Regions from separate parts of the Rattus norvegicus genome. Here region 2 is linked to region 1. A link is a contact called in public Hi-C data. All regions are on one chromosome and are shown on one strand. The core of a region is the stretch at or near the end of the contact, and the rest is flanking DNA. Distances in the headings are between cores, read along the strand shown.

Region 1 (5,295 bases), core at 1,210-3,709:
GCTCATTGGAGTTAACAGCAGCCCTGAAGAAACATGACAAATTATATAATGGGATTATTGGTTGGGAAACAGACATAATAGCATAGAGGATAGATATCTGCCCAGCTCTGTGCTGATTAAGGCTTATGATAAATATAAAGGTTGTGTATGTTTATCTGGGAACTAAATGATGGGGTGGAAAGGCGGACTGAGATTAAATAATTTGTACAACAGTAGTCAATCTACGGGACTCATCTTTACGGAGGAGGCCAGGTACTTTACAAAGATTTTCATGTACACATGCCTAGGCTTGTGATACACACGGGACTGAGCTAATCATCAGGAAGCATTTTCCCAAAGTTTTGCTGTGCTTAAATATGCCTAAAATAAACTGCCTGGCGTCAGGACCAAGAAAGTTTGAACCAACCCCAGCTACTGAGTCGTCGTATTGAACCAGACTTCATTCTGGCCTCAAGTAGATCAATACTCTGCTGGTCTCAGTGGTCACAGATACACCCACCCCACATATATGTGGAACAGAAACTGACGTGCGTGTGTGTTTGTGTATGTGTGTGAAATGTCATAACAGTTATTTTTAAGAATTATTTTTATTTTATTTTGTGGGAATGTGTTTTCCCTGCATGGAGTCTAAGCACCACTAGCATGCCTGGTGCCCATACGGACTAGATGGCGGGTATGGCGCTCCCTGAAACTGGAGTTATAGATGGATATGAACTACCATGTGGGTGCTGGGAATGGAATTCAGGGCCTTTGGGAGAGCAGCCAGTGCCCTTAATCATTAAGCTATCTCTTCAGCTCTGAAACCTATTTTCTACATTAACTAAAACTTTTCATTTGTTGCTGTTCTGAGGCATAATCTCACTTATGATGCTTAGGATTTATCCTGAAGCCCAAGCTGGACTCAAACTTGTAGCAATTCTCTTCCATCTTCCTTGAAAGTACGGGCTAGATAGAAAAAGAGAGAGAGAAGCAAGGCTTTGCACCTCAGGCACACCCTCCACCACTGAGCTGCGTCCGCAGGCAGTCCTCAGATTGTTTCTTAAAGGTGAAGCAGGGCAATGTCATGAGTGAATAAATGGGAGTTGCACATACCAATTTCAATGCGTCTTATTATCCCAATCTTGTGTGCAAGAGAGGATGAGATGTCACATCCCTGTAACCCAAGCACATGACAGGCTGATGCAGGAATGGTCATGCATTCAACTCCATCCTGGAGGACTCCTTTCAAAACAAAATAAAACCCACGTTGCTGTAGGGGAGTTAAATAAGAAGCACACTATAGTAAGTCAGGAATGTGCAGCTTTAAATGCACTTGCAAAATAACACCATATCTTAATTTACATGATATTACATGAATAGAAGGGTATTTAGCAATGAGCTCTGTGAAAGAGGAAGAAAATTGATTTGTAACATTTGCCGACGCTCACAACATAAATCTTTCTGTTGTGGCTGAGTCCAAATCATTAAGAGTTTAATAACTAGCTCTCTGAAATGTCTGATAGGTTCTCTTTTTATATTCCAGGCTGGCCTTGAACTCCCAATAATTCTTCCTTCTAGACTCCTGAGTGGTGGGATCACAGACACAGATCATCATACCCAACAAATTACACCTATTTCAGGTCTTGATGAATTATTTGTGCTGGTGTTGCTTATTTTTCTTGGGCAAGAAGTATGGATACTAATGTTGCCAAACAATGTATTTCCCCAATTTATTTTTATTTATTTACATGTTTTACAGTGTTGAGGACTAAATCCAGGGCCTAGTACATGTTAGATGTGCTGGATAATTTGGCACAGATAAAGTCACCTGAGAGGAGGGAACTTCAATTAAAATGCCTCCAGCTGGGCGGTGATGGGAGTTCATGCCTTGATTCCCTGCACTCGGGAGATCTCTACAGAGTTTCAGGGCAGCCTGGTCTACAGAGGGAGTTCCAGGACAGCCAGGGTTACACGGAAACCCTGACTTGAGGTTAGAAGCCGAGAAGAGCAAGAAACTCACAGCTTTTCAGTATAACCCCATCTGTACGTATATTATTGTTTCAAGTTTAAAAGGGCAAATAATGGAAATGAGGAAAGCTCAGCTGGAAAACTGGGGTTTGGTTGGGTTTGTTTGTTTGTTTTGGTTGGTTGGGGTTTTTGTTATTTTTGTTTTGCTATGCAAGCAAGACCTGAATTCCATACCCAGAAAGAGCAAAACAGAAAGAACAGAAAAGAAAAAAAAAACCTCAAAAACAAAAGCCCACAGTTGCCTGGCCAGGCGGTGATGCTCGCCTTTAATTCCAGCGCCCTGAGGATAAACAGACCAAAAACCAAATTGCAGGCTCTTGAAACCCGCCAATCTCCCTCGCGAGGCCAAGCGAACACAAAGCCTCCCGGGGAGGAGGCGGAGTTCGTGACGCCATCGCGGATCCGCCCCCTGACGTCAGGCGCCGGGGACACCAGGAGGTTTCTGGCGGTACCGGCGCCATTTTGCCCGAGCGTGCGAGCTAGTGGGAGTGGAACGCACCGGCCGTTGTAGCCGTCGCCTTCTTCCTCCCCACAGTCAAACAGCGCGGTGACTAGGCCGTCGGCCCTCGAGCCGAGACATATCTCTTGTTTAGTGCTCGGGAGCGCCTGGCCAACATGAGTGATGTAGAGGAGAACAACTTCGAGGGCAGAGTGAGTACAAAGCCGCGGGAGCCGTCTTCGGCGGCGGCCCGATGCTCCGGGGCTCAGGGACGAGCGCGGTCGGTCGGGCGAGGTTGCGGGGCCCGCAGGAGCAGCCTTGAGGGCCACCGCGAGCGCGTCACGTCCCAAGATGGCTTCGAGGTCCCCCTGCCTGCCCAGATGCCCCACTAACCCGCAGCGCTCCTTTCTGGCGGCTGACTGGTACCTGGCCTGGTCCTATCCTCTCCTGTCGCTCCCTTTCCTCTCAGCTTCCCATCTCTGCTCCGAGGTGCGGGTCCCCTGCGCGGTGGGGCAGGAGGCGGCGGGGCGCTCCCTCCGGCCGGATAGTGGTAGGTGCTTCCATCGGTGGCATCTCAGGCCACCACCCCTCCGGCCATCGCAGCGGGGTCCCGGGGTCGGAAGTGCGCGGGGCTGTTGTCGGGGCGGGGAATTGCTGGCGCGGGACTAGCTGGGGCCTGTGTCTCCTTGGCTGGCTCTCTGTTGCAGTGAGCGGCCGCGTCTCCGTCGGAACCGGCGGCGTCGCGTCTGTAAAGGCGAAAGCCTTGAGGTTGAAGGTGGGACCGAGCCCAGTGAAGTGGTTAGTCAACTACGCAAGAGCCTTTTCCCTTAATGTCCTCTAACCTTTCGCTTCTAAATGAATGTGGAAATGCAGTAACGCCTGTTTTTTTTAGCTGCTAGATGTTGGGCTCTTTATGTCTCAACTTCTAAAAGCTTTCTTTCCTGTGACCATTCATCTGAAAACTCCTTTACAGGTTTTTATGGCTAAACTGCCAAGACATCTTACTTTAAACCTTACATAACTGAACGAATTTCTTGTCTCAGTGTTCAAAAAAATAACTAATCAGTATTAACTCAAAAGATTACCTGAGATTTACAGACCCTCCCCCGTTTTTCTCACCCGTTCCCCAAGAAAAGGCTCAAGGTTTTCATTATTTGAGGTCTTGTGGCTATAAACAGTATACTCAGCTTGCGTATATTAGAAGTTACCGGTTTTTTGAGTTTTTTTTTTTTTTTTTTTTTTGGTTCTTTTTTTTTGGAGCTGGGGACCGAACCCAGGGCCTTGCGCTTCCTAAGCAAGCGCTCTACCACTGAGCTAAATCCCCAACCCCCGGTTTTTTGAGTTTTATCCCGAAGTTACCCTAGTATTGGAAATTAATGGAAGTGAGCCCTGGTAAAACCATGGAAGGAAAAGGGAAACAAAAGTCCCTTGGTACTTACTGGAGGTCCAGCTGTTGTGCTGGTAGTCTAGTGGAGGAGGGGCGGGTGGAAAAAAACCACTGGAGGAGTTTGCTGGAAGGAAAGAATTTGTCCCTTTTGGAAGCTCAGGATTTAGCCACCTGTAGTCTGTCAGTCAAGTCGTACAGTCAGTTAGGTTTTTGATCTTTTTTATTTAATGCACTAGGACAAGATTCTAACTCCGTTTAACTTTGATTGGATTATTTGAATGAAATTTGCATGCAATGTAGTTGAACCTGCCTATTGTTTTTAGGGTTGTTTTGTTGTACTAACAAGGTTTTTTTTTTGTTTTGTTTTTTTTGTTTGTTTGTTTGTTTGTGTTTTTTTTTGAGCTGGGGACCGAACCCAGAGCCTTGCGCTTCCTAGGTAAGCGCTCTACCACTGAGCTAAATCCCCAGCCCCGTACTAACAAGTTTTTAAGACCATGAAGTAAAATAAATATTTGCAGGTAGTTGTATTACTTGTGAAACTATTAGTAATTAGGAAAGGATATTTCGGTTTGTTTTGGTTTGGTTGGTTGTTGGTTGGTTAGTTTTTGTTCCTGGTTTGGTTTGTGGGCTTTGCATCAGTGTTTGATTGCTCTGCTTCTCTAATTTGTACTCTGGTGGAAGGAGTAGTGGATAATCACCACCTTACCCACCCCAAAATATTTAAGATTCCTATTCACTTTTTAGTTAAAATGTATTTATTAACCTAGTTAACAGATAGGAACTTTTCTAGCTCCCCTCTTCTGCCATTCATGGTAACAAAAAAATTTTTTTTTGAACTTTTTACAGCAGTATCAGTGGTTCAGTGAGTTGTCTCACCAGCACATTCAGGGTCAGCTCTTTATGATGCAACAGATATTTTGCTTCGTATTCTTAAATTGTAATTGAACAGACTTGTAATTACATAAAGAATTAGAAGACTAGAGGCTTTTGGGAATGTTCACCTTGATTTTTGTTGAACTTTGTGGGAGTGGAACACTCAGGCCTTTTGCGTGCCAGGCAAGTGCTCTACAATCCTTTTCTTTTTTTTTTTTTTTTTTTTGGTTCTTTTTTTCGGAGCTGGGGACGGAACCCAGGGCCTTGCGCTTCCTAGGTAAGCGCTCTACCACTGAGCTAAATCCCCAGCCCCTACAATCCTTTTCTTAAAGCAGCTCAGTATTTAAATGTAGTTGTTGTTTGGTGGGTTTTTTGTTTGGGTGGAGGGTTGTATGCTTGTTTTTCCCTGCTGACCATAAATGCTATGCCCCCTTTTCATTGCCCGGGAAGATGTCTGAGGGCAACAAGATAAACAAGGTGTTTGAATGATATGTTGTTGAAATTATTTTTGTGGTAGTTAGTCTTCAAACTCTTCTCATTACAGTAAATTAGGAAGGCATTGACAGGTCAGTAGTCAAATGTTGGGCTT
Region 2 (5,295 bases), core at 1,683-4,182, 74 kb before region 1:
ACCGGCACCAAATTCCCATTGGTGCCATTGGTAGTGTTGGTTGCTGACCCATTCACAACAATATAGTCGACCTTGCTCTCCAGCTTCACCAAGCGCTGCAAAATGTCATCTAAGAGGACTGCGATTGTTCTCTTCAGATCGGCTGCAAGGAAAACATCGGAATCGATCATATTAAGTAGCAATAGAACACTTAATATTTATGTCTTTACAGTTTAAGGGGAAGAGGTAAACAATTATCTGGATGTCTGAAAGAAAATGTGCTACAGAGAAGATACAGAGTGTAGTGGTTTGCCCTGGAGTTATCTGTATTTTTTTGCTAATTCCACTGCCCCAAGGACAGCTGCCTAGTCAAGGACTCAGAACTCAGGTGACTTCACCAGAACCACCTCTCCATTGAAATTTGTAAAGTACAGGTGAGGGGCAGGTACAGGATAGAAGGAGGCCTGTCATTGGAAGAGAAGGAAGGAAGGATGGATGGGAGATAAGGTTGAAGGAAGAGGAGGAGATGAGGGAGAAAGGAGAGGAGACGGAGAGAGGGGAGAAGCCATGGCAGGTGATGTTAAGATTCTGCTCTGTGGGTTGGGGATTTAGCTCAGTGGTAGAGCGCTTGCCTAGGAAGCGCAAGGCCCTGGGTTCAGTCCCCAGCTCCGGAAAAAAAAGAACCAAAAAAAAAAAAAAAAAAAAAAAGATTCTGCTCTGTGTATTTACAGGTTGTTATCAATGTACCTAAGGGATGGATGGTACTGGGCTTTGTATGTTTAAGTGGGCAATTATATCTTACCAATTGGGTCAAAGATTATTGCGTTGTGTGTTCTTTTATGTGAGGGTTTGAGTGTAGGAAATTGTATGTCTGGGATGTGTTTCCACCAAGATATCTAGCAGATATCTGGGACACCACAGTGCAGGACCTAGAGGGGTAAAAGACACCAATACATTTTTTTTATTTTTATATTTTTACAACAACAACGGAGCCCACACACGGAAAGCCTAATCACTCATGACCACACCCAAAGCAGAAGAGTTTCAAGCAGGTCAGGACTCCCCACTTCTGAGAGCAATGCATCAGACTTAAGGTCTAGCTCAAAACATCGGCCCCTCTGTAAGGAACACATTTACCCTATTTCTTACTGGTAAAATACGTATTTATTTTATGTGTGTAGGTACTTTAGCTACATGTAAGTCTGTGCACCCTGTGTATGCCTGGTGCCCTAGAGAAGGTAGTGGATTCCATGGACTGGAAATAAAGACGGTTGTGAGCTCCATGTGGGGGCTTCTGGGTTCTTGGGAAGAGAAGTGAGCCCTCTCCTGGGACCCTACGCTGAGTTTCTTAGTTGGGTGTAAGAAGGCTGGACCAGGCAGGTGAGGGACTAGTGAAGGCAGAGAAGGGGAGCCTCATAAGCAAGTGACCCGCACAAGCCAGACCCTGACACTGCAGTGGGGAGAGGGGTGGGGAGCCAGCACACAGCGGGGCCTGCTCTGACCTAAGTTTTTCTTACAGGCTCAGCCTCTGGCTCCATGCTGAGGACAAGGGCAGAGGCTTTGGACTTTGCATTCTTGTTTGTCTGCAGGTGCTACTGCCTGGCCAGCACGAACCGTGAAGCAATGACTGGCAAACACTCCGTATGCGTGAGAAGTAAACACCAGACCCACGAAGGATATGACATCCTCACCTGTGCTCCACAGAGAGAGAAAAACATCTAACACTGAGACCGTGACAGTGGGCCCCCCACCTGGGGTACAACCATCCCAGTGTATCCAGAGAGGACAGATGGAGAGGGTGGTTCTGATGCTTTGATCGGGTATCTGACACAGGATCCCAACTGGATCCTGATCTATCAATAAAGATGCCAGTAGCCAGCGGCTGAGTGCAGAGCAGGACACTGACAGGATGCAGAGAGAAGATCAGTGACCTCTGGCCACTTCCCTGACTGGGCCTGGGATATCAGGGAAAGGATTGGGAGTGTCCAGTCATTGAGTTAGCTAAGGCATTTTAAGAAAAACTGGTGTGTGTGTGTGTGTGTGTGTGTGTGTGTGTGTGTGTGTGTGTGTGCGTGCGTGCGTGCGTGTGTGTGTGTGTGTGTGTGTGTTTTCTATTTGAGGATCAGAGATAGGTTCTGGGCAGGTACACACCTGTGACCAGCCGGGAACACAGAGCAGTTTAGACAAAACTCCTGCAACAGACAGAGAACCCCAAACTATCCACAGCAATTAGTTCAGCAGGACTCCTCCACTGCTTCATGAGCCCTAATCAAACTCCACCCACCCATCGAGACCCCGTCCTGAGCCTGGACTGGATGGTCCAGTCCTACGGTCCTGGCCTCGGCCTCTCAGCTCCTTCTTCAGCTCTGCCTCAGCAGGTTTCTCGCAGGTCCTCTCACAGAGATGCTCAGAGCCTGTCTAATTTCCAGGAACTAGTTTCTATGCGCTGTCACCTCAGTCTCAGTGAGGCCTGTCTGAACTCTGTGTCACCCACCTTTGGTAGCTGTTCTGAAACCTACACACAGTTGTGAAGGGAGATGTGTCATCTGAGGGCAGGCAAGGTGGCTTGTGGGTAAAACTCCTGCCATAAAAGCCTGAGAGCATGAGTTCAATCCCCAGCATCCACATTAGGAGAAAACAGACTCCTAAACCTTTTCTCTGCCTTGCATGCACACACACACACACACACACACCCACAGTCCCAAACACGGTGATACACACAGCATACAATACACATACACACAATAATAAACTAATTTTTTAAAATATGTGATCTGAGTGTTATTCACAATTAAGATTGGAATAAAAGACCTCACTGTTGTCAGGACAGCTGGAACCATCTGGAAAACTGCGTCAATAAAACCAACAAAACTTGTGAATTTACCCTCGCTGTGTAAATTCTGACCTTGTGGAAAGACACACTGTGTCTATTGCTGACGCGGCACACTCCAGAGACCTGGCCGCGGCCCCAGGCCTGCGCCTAGTTCTAATTTTAATTTCTTCCAGAAAGACTCTTAACCTCTGTGGAAGGTGGAAGGACATTAGTACAGATTTCCTAGCTAGGAACAAAAACAAAGAAAAAAGAAAAGGAAAAGAAAAAAAAAAAAAGGCTTGTTCTCTCCTGACTCGCCCTTCATGTTTCTCAGAGGCTTTGCACAGACATTAGGGACTCAATCCTGGCAATTGATACACAGCAGCCGACTAAGTTGGTAATTGTGCTATTATCAGAAAACGTGTGAGACAGACACACACCTCTATGAATATTATTAATATCAGCAAATTACATTATAATTCAATGGGAAGTTCCCAATTTTATGTGAAATTTAAAATTTTTCAGAAAGAAATGGTGGGAAATGGTGGATAATGCTGATTAAAAGATAAACGGGAACTGCAGTGACAGACCCAGGGTTAAGAATGCTGGTTGAGGGGCTGGAGAGGTGGCTCAGCGGTTAAGAGCACTGACTGCTCTTCCAGAGGTCCTGAGTTCAATTCCCAGCAACCACATGGTGGCTCACAGCCATCTGTAATCAAGTCTTGTGCCCTCTTCTGGCCTGCAAGCATACATGCAGGCAGAAAGCTGTATGATGTACACATAATAAATAAACAAATGTTTAAAAAAAAAAAAAAAAGAATGCTGGTTGACCTTCCAGAGGACCTTGAGGTCAGTTTCCAGCACGCATTACCAGGTGGCTCACGGCAACCTAAACTCCAAATAAACCCTTTCCTCCCCAAATGGCTTTTGCCATGGTGTTTTGTTGCAGCAATAGAAACCCTAGACTATGAAACAAACCCTCATCTCAAAAGACTGAAGGTACGGGGCTGGGGGAAGGTGCGATGTCAGCAGCCACCTGTCCTCGGCCTTCACTTACTGTGAGACAGAGTCTCACACTGTACCGAGCTACAATTTGCCAATCCAGTCAGACTAGCTGGCCCACGGGCCCCAGGGATCCCATCTCCACCATCCTAATGCTGGGGCTACACCATGCCTGGCCTTTTCTCTCTAACGTGAAAACCATAAATGGGACATCTGTATCCACTCCTCCAAGGCTCAGGAAATAGTGCTGAAGACAAGGGCAGAAAGAATGTAGGAGCAGCCTTGGGATGGCATGCTACTGCACTCTTGAGCGCACAGCCATTGTGACATAGCTGTGGGTAAGGCCTTTTCTCAAGAGGCAGCGTAAACATCTCTGCTGAAAGAAAAGGGCGGCTTGAACATAAGCAAACGAACACTCAACCAACAAACTTACTACAGAAGCTCAATCCCAGTGCACTCAGGCTGCAGGAAAACACTGAGTTCAAGGTCAGCCTAATTTATAAACCAAAAACCTGTCTTACAAGCAAACTTAGTTGGACACAAGCCCAGTTAATAAGGTGTTACCCATCTAGCATGCACAAAACCCTAAGTTTGACAACACATAAGCCAAGAGTCGAGGCACAGGCCTGTAATCCAGTACCAGGTAGATAAAGGAAGATGAGAAGTTCAAGGCCATGTTCAACTACAAGGTAAGTTCAAGGTCAACCTGAGACTCTGCCTAAAAATAAATAATTAAATAAATAAAACAGCCTATGGTTATACCTTGGTTTAGAGTGTGTAGTGGTTTAAATAGGAAAGCCCCAAGGACTCATGTGAGGGAATGTGTGGCCCATAGGGAGAGGCACTGTTAGGAGGTGTGGCCTTGTTGGAATGGGTGTGGCCTTGTTGGAGGAAGTGTGTCATTGTGGGGATGGGCTTTGAGGCAGTATTAGCTCAAATCTGACCAGTGTGTCTCAGTCTCCTGCTGCCTACAGATGTAGGACTCTCAGCTCTTTCTCCAGCACCATGTCCACCTGAACATTGCCATGCTTCCTGCCATGATAATGGACTGAACCTCTGAAACTGTAAGCCAGACCCAATTAACTTTTCCTTTATAAGAGTTGATGCCTCTTCACAGCAATGAAACCCTAATTAAGACAGTGTGCTAGCCTAGCATTATGTGAAGGCCCTGGATTTGATTCCCAGCACTGAACGAACAGGCTTCATTCAGACTTCCTAGCCTCCCATCTCATCTAAAAGGAAGAGAAAAGACTGGCAGCATAGAGCTTGGAACAAGCCAGATGTGGTCCATGCCTTTAATCCCAGGAATGGGGAGGTGGAGGCAGGTGGATCTCTGTGAGTTCATGGACAGCTTGGTCTACATGGTGAGTTTCAGGGCAGCCAGAGCTGCATACAGACACCGTCTCACAAAATGAAACAGAAAACTTAAAACAACAGGACTCTGAGCTATGAAAGAGAGAGCTGCAGTAAGCAGTGTGGTAACTATAGGTAAGTCCTGGTTC

The links. Hi-C and Micro-C count contacts between places; a contact is called where the count stands out from the background.
Region 2: a Hi-C map of liver shows a contact between it and region 1, with 2.8 times the contacts expected there. The contact joins the enhancer-like site here to the promoter of Tra2a in region 1. A contact is called at or near these places in 5 of 12 Hi-C or Micro-C datasets (hepatocytes, kidney and liver).

What each region holds. Positions count from the first base shown.
Region 1 is chr4:79,567,748-79,573,042 of GRCr8, reverse strand. Tra2a (transformer 2 alpha) reads left to right here and starts at 2,459. Exons shown (of 8, transcript NM_001126296.2): 1 at 2,459-2,658. The coding sequence starts at 2,623.
Region 2 is chr4:79,642,583-79,647,877 of GRCr8, reverse strand. Ccdc126 (coiled-coil domain containing 126) reads right to left here. Exons shown (of 3, transcript NM_001109232.2): 3 at 1-142. Among named protein-coding and RNA genes, the nearest start is that of Ccdc126, 17 kb to the right of the region's middle. Within about 2 kb of position 2,932, at least 6 of the 93 cell types and tissues checked have an H3K27ac peak or open chromatin away from gene starts, as enhancers often do. A contact at or near this core is called in liver, where this site is marked.